Linked DNA regions of Mus musculus: region 2 is linked to region 1. Evidence: chromatin contacts called from public promoter capture Hi-C data. All regions are on one chromosome and are shown on one strand. Each heading gives the region's core, a stretch centred on a gene start, on an enhancer-like site or on the middle of the called end of the contact. The rest is flanking DNA. Distances are from core to core; before and after follow the strand shown.

Evidence for each region. Promoter capture Hi-C pulls out the DNA fragments that hold promoters and counts their contacts.
Region 2: a promoter capture Hi-C map of frontonasal cranial neural crest shows a contact between it and region 1. The contact joins two enhancer-like sites. A contact is called at or near these places in 7 of 39 promoter capture datasets (the 3T3-L1 cell line, the C10 cell line, cranial neural crest and 4 more), 4 of 484 Hi-C or Micro-C datasets (the N1E-115 cell line, embryonic stem cells and reprogramming fibroblasts), 6 of 115 datasets of contacts at active chromatin or transcription factors (bone marrow-derived macrophages, craniofacial prominence, embryonic limb bud and 1 more) and 3 of 9 other capture datasets (adipose tissue, embryonic stem cells and pancreatic islet).

What each region holds. Positions count from the first base shown.
Region 1 is chr11:85,673,532-85,679,550 of GRCm38.p6, reverse strand. All of the region lies in intron 22 of Bcas3 (breast carcinoma amplified sequence 3), which reads right to left. Among named protein-coding and RNA genes, the nearest start is that of Bcas3os1, 43 kb to the left of the region's middle. Within about 2 kb of position 2,695, at least 20 of the 459 cell types and tissues checked have an H3K27ac peak or open chromatin away from gene starts, as enhancers often do.
Region 2 is chr11:85,521,249-85,527,267 of GRCm38.p6, reverse strand. The region is part of intron 15 of Bcas3 (breast carcinoma amplified sequence 3); the gene reads right to left. Among named protein-coding and RNA genes, the nearest start is that of Bcas3, 170 kb to the right of the region's middle. Within about 2 kb of position 3,472, at least 74 of the 459 cell types and tissues checked have an H3K27ac peak or open chromatin away from gene starts, as enhancers often do.

The DNA of each region.
Region 1 (6,019 bases), core at 1,446-3,945:
ATGATATTGTACATATTTATAAGTGTTGCCTTTCTAATGCTAGCTCTTTTTTTCAAAGCTTATCCCCAGCATTCACTCTTTAAAGAGTACTGAATATAACTGAACACACTCTGAGGGAACATTTCTATATGGCTCCCTGAGGGACACTTCGAGAATCAACAAGCCACCATAAGAGAGACACTGCACATGCCCTTGCACAAAGGGACCCCTCCTCTTCCTGGACATTTCCTTCCCCCGTAGCAATGATTTTACACCTACTGAATCAATGGGTGCTGATAGTTCTGATGAGACAGGGTTACAGTTTAGCCTTTCTACTATTCTATATTTTGGCAAAATCTGACTCTTTCTTCTTGAAACTGACAGGGACAGCTACCAACCCTGGGTCTCATTAGCACCCATCCTGCCTCAAATGCAGGCTGCATTGCTTTCACCCCAGCTCAGCCTCTTTAAGAAGGAACCGCAGTAGTTCCACTACAAAATGGTGCAAGGGAGCCACCTAAAAGGGTGGGCGGTCTTCGTAAATGGACAGGAAACAGAAGATGAATATTGGGCGGATGACAGACCCCTTCACTGGCCTTCAAAATACAAGCTGTTCTATTAAACATAGGGCCATTATGCTGGCTGGCCATCCACTTTAAACCCCACAGTGATTAAAATGCTGGCAGGAAATGAAAGCTCTCTATTGAAGGTCCTTCCCTGAGGTCCTAATTTCAAACCAACTTTTACAGCACCGCACAGGAACAAAGGAGGCCCAGTCTTCTCAGCCCTCTCTTTGTCACTTTGGACAAAGACACCCCCTCATATTCCTCAAGGAACAATGGCCTCTGTAGAGCCATAGCCACGCCAAGAATGGGCACAAACCATACAGCAACACATTTTAAAAATACATTTTACACTGCCCTTGACATTTCAGATAAATAGAAACCACTGCGTTGAAATTCCAACTATTCCATCCTTTCCCTCCACCCTTCGTCTTTATAATGAGAATTTTCCCATTTTCCCAGTCTACTTGATCTTTGGCATTCTGGCCTCTGTGACTGGAGGACACAGACGAGTAGTCAAATAAATGAATTATTCAGATAATTACATTCTATTAAATAATCACCGTAACTGAGACAATCGCATGGTTTTTCAGTACACAGTAAGGAGACAAGGTCGCCTCCAAACCTTTTAAAATTGATGTCACTCTTGGGCCATCTGTACTCCACAGCACAACATAAGCAAGGCAGGAAAACATGCTTATCAGAATGGAATTTTCTTTTTCTTCACTAGTTGTTGTTTCGGGGTGGCCTTTTGTTGTTGTTACATTTTTTTTTTCCTGCTTCTTCCTCAAACAGCTTTTGGGTTTTTACTTAACCTCCCCAGACTCACCCTTCTACACAGGCGATGTTTACTTGGGGTTGGCAAGCTGGGAGCAGCTGCTGGTTTCGGAGGGATGGAACAGGAGCCCACATGTTTAACACGGGTGCAGTCTGGAAGGTGAGGTATTACTCGGGGTATCCCTTGTTGAGAATACACATTAAACATCTAAAGGATCGACCCGGGGGTCCATGGGAGATGCCATGTGGTTGTTCTCTGCTGTTTCTTTCTTTCTGTTTCTTTTAGCATTTTGTCTGTAGCAACAAAGCTGCTCCTGGAGCACTTCCGTCGGATGTGTGCCATGTGTCTGCAGAGAGAACTCAGTGGGCTTCCAAAGGTTCCGAGTTCAAACCCCAGCAACCACATGGTGGCTCACAACCACCTGTAATGAGATCTTACGCCCTCCTCTGGTGCGTCTGAAATCAGCTACAGTGTACTCATGTACAATAATAAATAAATCCTTTTAAAAAAGAAAGAAAAAGCCACAAGGAAATATTCCTGAGGGTGGTCACTGTAATTGTGTTTATGAAGCACAAGGATGAACAGCACTCTATAGGACAGAGGACTGTGGGTGCTCCTGGGCTAGCAACCGGGAACAAGACTAAGGGTTGTGTTGCCCATATTCATAATCTTGAATTGGCTCCCATCTGTCAGAACAGTAACAATGACTACTACACTAAGTGCTATGGTGAGCAGTCGATGACTGGACACGCCTGTGCCTGTGCGTTACCCATTACTGCTGATGAGCAGAGCAGACATGTGCACTGAAGAGCAGGGATGAGGAACACAGGAGACAGAACCACTGATACAACAGGGCGAGGATAGGGAAGGAAGCAGGACCGAACTCTTTGTGCATTGAACAGTTTGGGGTCCTGTTTTAGAAGCAGCGACTCTGTTGTAATTATTTGGAGTCTGGCTGAGATGGCATCTTGATCTACACAGGACTCACCTGTTTAGTCACCTGGTCATCTGACACATTTAGGAAGTGCCTACCATTAGGAGTGCTAGAAAGAATGAACTACACAAATGCAGGAACACATCCTACAGAAGCTAAAGGGAGCCAGAAGTTAGGATTGTACTAGGTGCACATCTCAATTGACTCTTCAGTGGGGAAGAAGTCCAAATTCTATTGGTCTGCTGGGGAGAGATTGCCAGGAGCTTTGGGAGAATAACTCCTTTCTCCTTTGATCCTCTGCTCCCGAATATGAGCACAGACTGAGGGCTCAGGGACCATGAACCTACTCAGCTATGGGCTAAGAAGAGGTGAGCGTAGAGCACTAGCAACTTTCCATTTCCCACTTTAATACTGGGCAGAGCAGGCTGTGCCTGCTTGCCAAGGGCTTAAGAACAGGAAAGAGGCATAGCCTGGCTCTCACTGGGCCCAAAGCGGGGCAGGCCTGACAGCATGTGGGAGTAATCACCAACAGCAATTTGTTCCCCGTATGTCAAGGTCATCAACGTTCCTGCTGGGGAGCTGTTTCGGCCACGGCACCAGTTCCTGAGGATCACACAGGATCACCTATGGTGTTTGTCTGCCACTTCCCTCTACTGGCCTTCTCCAGAACGTTCTCTCTCTCTCTCTCTCTCTCTCTCTCTCTCTCTCTCTCTCTCTCTCTCTCTCGTGGTCTTGTTGGCCAATGGACAGTTCTATAGCTGCTCACTGTGTGGGGCCCACCAGAAGACCAGCTGGATTTGTTGAAATAAAACAAATTTTCCTTCCTTCCTAAACCACTTTTCCCCTCTGGCTGCATGGCTCTTAGGCAACACTGCTCTGCCTTGGGAAGGCGGGAAGAGAGAATTTGCTGTTTGTTTTGTTGCTTGCCCCTCCCCCCCCCCTTTAAGGCAGAAAAGAGAAAAACATCACACGTCTTTTCATATTTCCAAGTTTTGTGAATTGAAGAGAAAGCCAGGTGTAGCTGTTGCTTTTGGAACAGTGGCCTGAAGAGCTGAGGCAGGTGGCTGGCAGTCTATGTCTCAGTGCCCACTCCCTCCTTTCAGGCTTGGGCCTTGATTTCAGAGGGACTCAGCATTCCTAATACTCTCTTCTATCAGCCTGACTTTTTTTTTCAAATTTAAAAAATTTACTAGTTTCCACGCTCAGCTGACGAAAAGACGAACTGATATGGTGGGAAGTAGACCTGAAGGGAGGAAACAAGCCACTGTGTTTTCAAAGCAATTATATTCTAGAAATATTTAATGAAACAGCTATAAATCCTGCTTTTAAGAAAGTCACAGCAACCAATCTTGTTATTTTTAACATGGGTATTTTGGGTTTGAAAGATTCCACTTCAAGTTTCCCAAATTCAAGTTTTTCACATAATGCTTGGTCTGATACGTGTGGGAAAAAGGGACAAATCCAAACATGGAATATTATTTTTGAAAAATCCTGCACTATATGTAAAGGTCCCGTAACATGGGATATCTGAGTCTTCTGAACTGTTCACATGACCTCCCTTCTATTTATAGGCTGCAGCAATTCCCATTTGAATATGGAGGGATACCTTGTAGGAGAGCTTGGTTTAGTGCAAATAAACTTGAGGAAAGTGTTGACTTAAAAATAAAATGCTGGAGAGCATGGAGCGCTTCTTCCCCTCTGTGAAAATTTCCGTTATAGTTGTAAACAAAGGCAGGTTTGGCTCCCGAGGAGGCTCAGCTGAGCTGAGGAGGGCTAGGAGCACATCAAACCTCCCAGGGTGAGGAAATGTTTGTAAAACAGTTAGTAAATCACAGGCTGCTTGGGTCACCATGCTAAACAGCCGGGGACAGACTGCCAAAAGCCCAGCTGGGAACCAAGGGGGCTAGGCATGGCTGCACAGCCTGAACCCCTACTCCTAATGGTCTACTGGTTCCATCCCTCTGCCTCATTAGAGCTTCTGTGGCCATGGCTCATCACTGCTGTCCCCTATGGGAAGCCAAGATGGGACTTCTCCAGAGGGACACTTACTTAGCCCTTGGGTCCTAGGGACAAGACTGAGGGTTCCAGCTGGAAGCAAGAACAACCACCAGTGAAAAGAAGAGCATTGGCAGAGATGGAGCTAGAGTTGCTGGGAGTTACAAACTACCTTTTAAGTGTGTATACTTACTACTTCCCCACAGAGGCCATGCGGTTTCCCTCGGTTCTTCTGCAGATTTTCTAGGAATGTGGAACCAGTAAGCTGTTCAAAAGCTCACTGGGCCTCCTCTTCTCCACAAAGAACTGCCCAATGAATACACTCTAAAGTCTTGCTGCAGTGGGGTTTGATGACTAACATTCAGTTCTCTTCCTCCAAAAAAATACCTTCTTAAAACGGTGTATTTGTTTTCTACAGTGAAAGCAGTCTGCCCATGAACTGCTACTGTGTACTACAGCTAGGTTATGAATGCAGAATAAAAAGCAGCCTTCAAAGGAGAAGGATCGTGTAGATAAAATGAATGTGGGATACACAGAAGGATGTACCCTTAAAAAAAAATGAAGGAGAGGGGAAGGGAAGGAAGGGGAGGCAGGGGGAGCAGAGATGGGAGAAGGGAAGGCAGACCAGACAGGAGGGAAGGAGGGAAGGAGGGAAGGAGGGAAGGAGGGAAGGAGGGAAGATGACGGAAGGGAGAAAAAGAAAGAAGGGAGAGAGTCATCTTGAAATTGTAAAGAAAAGCACTCTTCCTAGGAGCTGCCTAAAAAGTAAGCTTTGTTTTTACAGAGCTTGGATAATAGGCACAGGCACAGGCACAGGCACAGGCACAGGCACAGGCACAGCAGGCACAGGCACAGCAGGCACAGGCACAGGCACAGGCACAGCAGGCACAGGCACAGGCACAGCAGGCACAGGCACAGGCACAGGCACAGGCACAGCAGGCACAGGCACAGGCACAGGCACAGCAGGCACAGGCACAGGCACAGGCACAGGCACAGCAGGCACAGGCACAGGCACAGGCACAGGCACAGCAGGCACAGGCACAGGCACAGGCACAGGCACAGGCACAGGCACAGGCACAGGCACAGGCACAGCAGGCACAGGCACAGCAGGCACAGGCACAGCAGGCACAGGCACAGCAGGCACAGGCACAGCAGGCACAGGCACAGCAGGCACAGGCACAGCAGGCACAGGCACAGGCACAGGCACAGGCACAGGCACAGCAGGCACAGGAACAGACACAGGAACAGGCACAGGCACAGGCACAGGCACAGGCACAGGCACAGGCACAGCAGGCACAGGTAACTCTTCACAAGCACAGTTCACACCAAGTTCACACAGCATCACGTTTGTGAGGCCACCCATGCTGTTCCTTTTCAGAGAAAATTCAGTACCTTGATTTTTCCCAAATTGCAACATGACAAACACTGGTCTGTCACCTCTGATAGAGGTGGATGAATCTATTCCCCCACCCCCACCCCCTCCACCCACCCTCACCCCCGGTAGACAACAAGCACAATCAGGGATTACTTGGGGATCTTGTTAGCCCAGGGCCAGCCTGTATCTCAGCACCTCCTATAAGGCAGGCTTCTCAGCTGGCATCTAAAAGTTAACCTGCTCTATCCAGAGATCAAATGAGATTTGGGGTCCAATAAGATCATATTCTAATCTAGGCAGTTTCAGTCTGAGAAAAACAATGAGATCCAGAAGCAAATCGAACTTATTGCTAGGAAGAAAAAATGAGGAAAGACTAGTATTTTTGAAATTTCTAA
Region 2 (6,019 bases), core at 2,223-4,722, 150 kb after region 1:
GAGTTTCCTTGTCAAATAGAAATTGAAGGATAAAAAGAAAGAATCATGAATGATGGTATCAGGTTAGTAATCGAGGGACAGCACAGACAAGCCTCAGTAGCAGACACAGCGATCAACAGTTCAATAAGCATTGCCAAATGAATTTTCCAGGGGAGGAAGGGGAGAGGAGCTGACAGCCCCCCTGGCCCCCAACAATAGGGAAAAATACATTTTTGGAGAGATCTCAAAATACTTTAGAAAAGGCCAAACATGGTAGCATAGGCAAAAATCTCAGCAATTGAAAGGCCCAGGCAGAGGCTCAAAACCAGCAAAAGCTATGTAATGAACCCTGTCGCAATTAACAGGGGAGGGGATAAAAAGACAAGTGAGCGAGCCGATGGATTTGTGCCCTGCTCAGACTCATGCTGATCTGGAAAAGGAGTGGCAACTCCATACCTTTAGGAACACACAGAGACACTTGTCTGCAGTACCGAGGCTAGCTCTCTGTGCCACAGTCTCACAGTGAGAGTGAGCACAAAGGTGTTCTAAGTATACTGTCTATGGACTTGGAGTCCATCTTCCCTACCCTTTTCTTTGTGCCAACTCCAGGAAATAGTTTAGGAAAATAGGAAAACTGAAGAATTCAAGGAGATGCCACCGCACCGCTGAGTGCTTACATCAGCGAGGCGCCTCCCTTCCTGTCCCTGTCTCTCTTCACCACAGAACAGAAACTGCCTAGCTGCAGCCTCAGAGAAAGACTTCATGAAGCCTTAAGACCCATAAAACACTTCCACACGATCATACTTTCCCATCCCGGCAGACACGAGACCTGCAAGTGAAAAATGCAGTGAGAAAGAATGGATATTCTCACAGGGTTCCTGGCACAACCAGACAGAGGAAGTCCCAAAAATCTCCTGAGAAAATGAGCTCTTCTAAGACTCCTATCCAGCTTTCCAGGGTTAGGCTATATAGATAAACTTGCATAAGCCTTCGGGCTTTCGGGTCTTTATCCAAATCCACCAGAGCTTTGATCCCTTAGAGGGAAACCAGTCTCCACGATAGATGGGCATCTCACTGGGGGTGGGGGAGGAAAGACCAAATTCCAATAAGATGGTTTCTTGACAAATTAAAGCAGAAATTCTATGGCAAAACAGGACATCATTTAAAAATCTGAATTGAAAGGAAAAAAAAAAAAACTCATCATGCTGAAAGCTCTGATTCTTCGGTTTGACCTGTTTTCAGTTGTGTTTACTGTCACTGATCTTACAGTGGAAAGTGAAATAGAATCATGAGCTTCAGGATTCCAGCACTGCCTTACTAAGCGTATCTGAAACAAATTTCTATCTCTGGAAAGGAAACCACCTCACATGGTCTTTCTTGGCTCCTGCCACTTGCACAGAAAGACGTGGCTTATGCTTCATACGGACACAAGGTCCCACAGACGCAGGTGAGGGGGGCTAGGAACCACACAGCATTTCCTCAAACATTTTATACTACAAAGCTCACAGGCAAATGGATTACGTTGAGGATGAAAATGGACAGAGGGGAAGCACCAGCGTGCTTTGTGGCTGCTCCGGAGGAGCGGCATCCCAGGTCAGGTTTGCAGAGCGTCATATTCCCAAACCAGTCATCATTAACGGACTCACTTCCACAGGAAAGGAAAAAAAGCCAAGAGTCTGAAAACTCCGGACAAAAGAAATCCCTGCAGACAGAGTAAAAACAAATTAAAAGACCCATTATAAAACACAGATGCTACAAGGAAAATAAACTTTCCAAGATTTACTGGGCTTTGACAAACCCGGACATTTGTGGAAAAGCCATCAACAGCAACTCCCAGGTAATGTGGGAGGAAGCTTGGCTCCTTTCTGCTTTATCTTTAGCCTCTGTGCAGAAGCTGCCAGGACTGGATTCCCAGCTTCTGGATGCAGGGAAGTGAGAACATGTGAACGAGGCAAACTGCCAAGCACGAGACATTTCTAAGGGAAGCAAGACCCCGAAAGTGCTGAGCACTTCACATTCTGCTGAACGCTAGAGCTACTATCAGCATACTCTGTGCATGGACTTCTTCAGGACACGTGAGAGGAAACGAATGAACAAATGAATGAGGCCATCGCTCCTCCTGATCCTCTTTGCTGCCCAATCACACCATGAAGTAAGGAAAAGAAAACCACCAAGCATGATGTGCAGCAGTCACAGCTCTGGAATCTCCTGCAAGGGGGAACTCAGAGTGGGAGACAGCCGAAAACCCGTGCCAGGTTAGCAGAAGCGTGAGATACACGTGGTCATGAGTGGGAGCCTTAGAAAGACTCCTTAAGAAAGAGGGCTGTGAGAAAGAACACAGACAACGAACAATGGGGTGTCCGGTGAGCCTCTTAGGAGGTCACTGGGGATCCGAGGACAAACAGGCATAGAGATGTTAAGATTCCTTTACAAGAGCAAATTAGCGTGCCCATGGGACAGCATAGTTAGGAGGTCTGCAGTTTTCTGGGTTTTCCTGTGCTCCTTAGACATAGGGCCCTAACCCACATCAGGCATCAGGCAGGCTATTTAAAAGGGCTTATGACAGACACCATCCATGTCTCAGCAAACCAGATGCCTCAGTCCAGTCCGTTTTCATCAATCTCCACAGACTAAAGGGATCTGCCACAGTTGAGGGGCTCTGCTTCTCACCCCATCAAGCTCCTGGCTGCAAGTAATGGAAATTGTATTTGGAAATTAAAATAACAAGGGTACCCCTCAAACCCAAACTCGCGGGTTCCTGGCACTCCCAACCCTATAGAAACATCCTTTCTCCCAATATTTCCTCATCTCCATCCTCCTCCCAACACTCTCGCTATTCTGAGGACAGCGTACAAGCGTCCTCCTGTCTACCCAGTCCCAGAGGAAAGCTGGGTAAGAAGCGCTCAGAGCCTCTGCGCATGCGCACAGTCCGTCCCACACAAAAGCAAAACTGCCGGTCTGCTTTTACTATCCGGCCCTGGACTTGGCGGGTATAAAGCAGCAAAATTTACCAAAGAGTTTTAAGTTAATTCTGGAGTTGAAAAGTTGACTTCTTGACTCTGTTAAAAAGAATACAATGGTAGCTTGTCCTAAAACAATCACTGGATAGCTGAGCTCTGCAAAGCTAGAAAGCATGCTTAGCTCTTGCTTGTGGTCTAATTTAACATTAAAGCATTCTCAACTAAATCTCAACTATTATTTAATCAAAATCAAATAAAATCCTTTAAAACATATATATGTATATTTATTTTTTTTAAGTGCTCAGTACAAACTGGAATTTCTAGTATATGGGTTGCTTTTGGTCAGAAAGGGAGTGTCTGTCCCTCCCTCCCTCCCTCCAGCTCTGCTCTCCCTCCCTCAGGCCCCTAGCCCGCCTCCTTTCCCTCACAGATGAGGATGACAAGCTTCCCAGCTGCAGTTCCTGGACTCTCAGCCTTCTTTCTGACCTTTTCTCAGGCATGTTCCAGTATATTCTGCAATCTACTCAGTAGGAAAAGGAAACAGCAGCGCCCTGGTGTGAGACAGTGCCTTCTGACCCGCAGACCAGGCTGCACAGGCCTGGGATCTCAGCAGGAGATGGAAGGAAAGAAAATTAGCTCTGGACATGGAGGCTGGACACGCTTTACCAAACAACTGCGCGGACTTAAACAGAGGCAGAATCTCCAAGGATGATCCCAACTGCAGTTCTTATTGCTGTGATTGTTGCTCCTTGGGAAGGCAGCAGATGACAAAACATTGCAACAGAAATCTAGCAAAAGCATTGGTTGCTTTTTCTAAGAAAGCTTCCTGGTACCACAGTAACCACTACGGGTACAGAGGAGGAAAACAATCCATGTTTTTCAGGTGGAGACAGTTATTAGTGATGTTCTGCTACAGCACACAGAATGGTCCAGAACTCACCATCTGGTGTTCTCCAGTGTCAAGGAGAATTAAAAGTATACCTCCAAGAGAATTGGTGGTCTGCCATCATGTGACTGTTTTGAACATATATTTATACATAACACATTATACTTGTGTCAATAGCACAACAGTTAATTCTCTAGCTGTTCTCTCCTGATTCTCAGAATATCCTCACCTGTTCCTTACTCTTAAAGTACTGTATGCTATTTTAATGTGTAATACAAGTACTTCCTGGAAGCTAAAATGAATTTTGGATTTAGGAGCCTGATTTATAAGAGTAAAATTTAAAAAGAAAGTCACTATTACAAAGCTTGTATGTACAGTAAGTATAATTTACTCTAAAAGGGCAGTTTGTGGCTAGAATGAGGGGTGAGGAGAAGTAGGGAGAAATAAGGCTGCCAGGGGGTTGTACCAAGGAGCTGGGATGGCTACATGGCTCTAGTACACAGAGGGAGAAAAGAACACAAAAGAGAAAATGGGAGAAATTCTACTGAATTAAAAAAAAAAATTGAACAACATTTTAACATTAATAAAAAACGTTTATTTACTTATTTATTTCGGTTTTACGAGAACAGGGTTTCTCTGTGTAGCCCTGGCTGTCTTGGAACTCACTCTGTAGACCAGGCTGGCCTCGAACTCAGAGATCCGCCAGCCTCTGCCTCCAGAGTGCTGGGATAAAAGGTGTGCGCCACCATGCCCGGCTAGTAAAAAACTTTTAAGTAAGTGATCTATTCATGACCACACAAACAAACAAGTTAATATCAAATGAATAAAAACCGTGGCACGTTCCTTCACTCCTTCAGTTTATTATCTCAGAGCACCCTACACTGTGCGACCAGAGAAATGGTTTAAGAGCTCACACTCACTGTTTAACATTAAGATTAGACTATGGTACCCACTCAACAGAGTTCATTGAAAACCCAGAAAATGACCAATATTTATATGGATATTCATGGAAAAAGTGAGACAGACAGAGAGTGACTATACACCCTCTAAACATGATGCATATTCTTCACATAAATAAAGAACAAAGAGAAAAGATTCTGAGCCTTTTCCCCTAAGATTCAAATTCCTGCCCCAAGTTGCAGTTCCAGCATATCACACTAGCGCTTGAAAGGCTGAGGCAGACTTGCCTTGAATTGAAGCAAGCAATGGCTAAACAGCCAGTACCAGGCCAGCAGGGCTACACAGCAATAATCCATCTTGAAATAACCAAATGGAGCACCCTGGGACACTGCACTTGCCTCTGAAGCAAGCTCCGTTCAAAGATAAAAACTGTATTATTTCAAAACATCAGAGTCTGACATCCCTGAGAGCAGTCGGGCACAAGCACGGCACAGGCGCAGCATCCCACCTCAGCAGCCAGCCTCAGTAGCCCTGAGCACCTACTCTTCATCCTTATCTCACAATTGATTTGTACCATGACACAGAGGAGGTAGATTTACAAAATACTACCTCATTTACATGGGTACACATATGATGTATAAAAGTATCAGGAATTCAGTCAGAAGCAAAAACAAACAAACAAACAAGCAACCACACTGTGCACTGAATTAGCTGCAATCCATAAAATATACCTTGTTTTTCTTTATGCAGTTAGCAAGTTTGTTTGAACATTTTCCCAGTATGACCTTGAATTCATGGAAACCCTCCTTTCTCTATTACCCAAGTTCAGAGACTGCAGAGAAGTACCAGCATAAAACCCTATAAAAACAGTACTAAGTAACACATGGAAAACTAATATGAACAATATGAGTTTTTTTAACCATTCCTTCTGAGGGACAATCACATTTTAAAATCGGAAGTTTCACACGGTGACAACACCTGAATCCTGGTACTCCTCAGGAGGAAGCTGGTGGATCAAAGATTGAGGTCACCCTTGGCTACATAGGAATTTTAAGGACAGCCTGGGCTACGAGACAATTTCTTAAAAACAATTTTTAAAAATAGTAAATACATATGTTGTGTTGAATAACAAATATAACTAGAAAATATAACCAACTTTCTTAATAATAAAAAATTAAAGATTCAAAATTTAAATGGTAGCCTTTCTTCTCTGCACATCCCCCAGGCCCCAGGCACTACTGTTCTCTGGCCCTTCACCCTCCTCCACTGCTAACGGAAGCCTTCCTGCTTATTA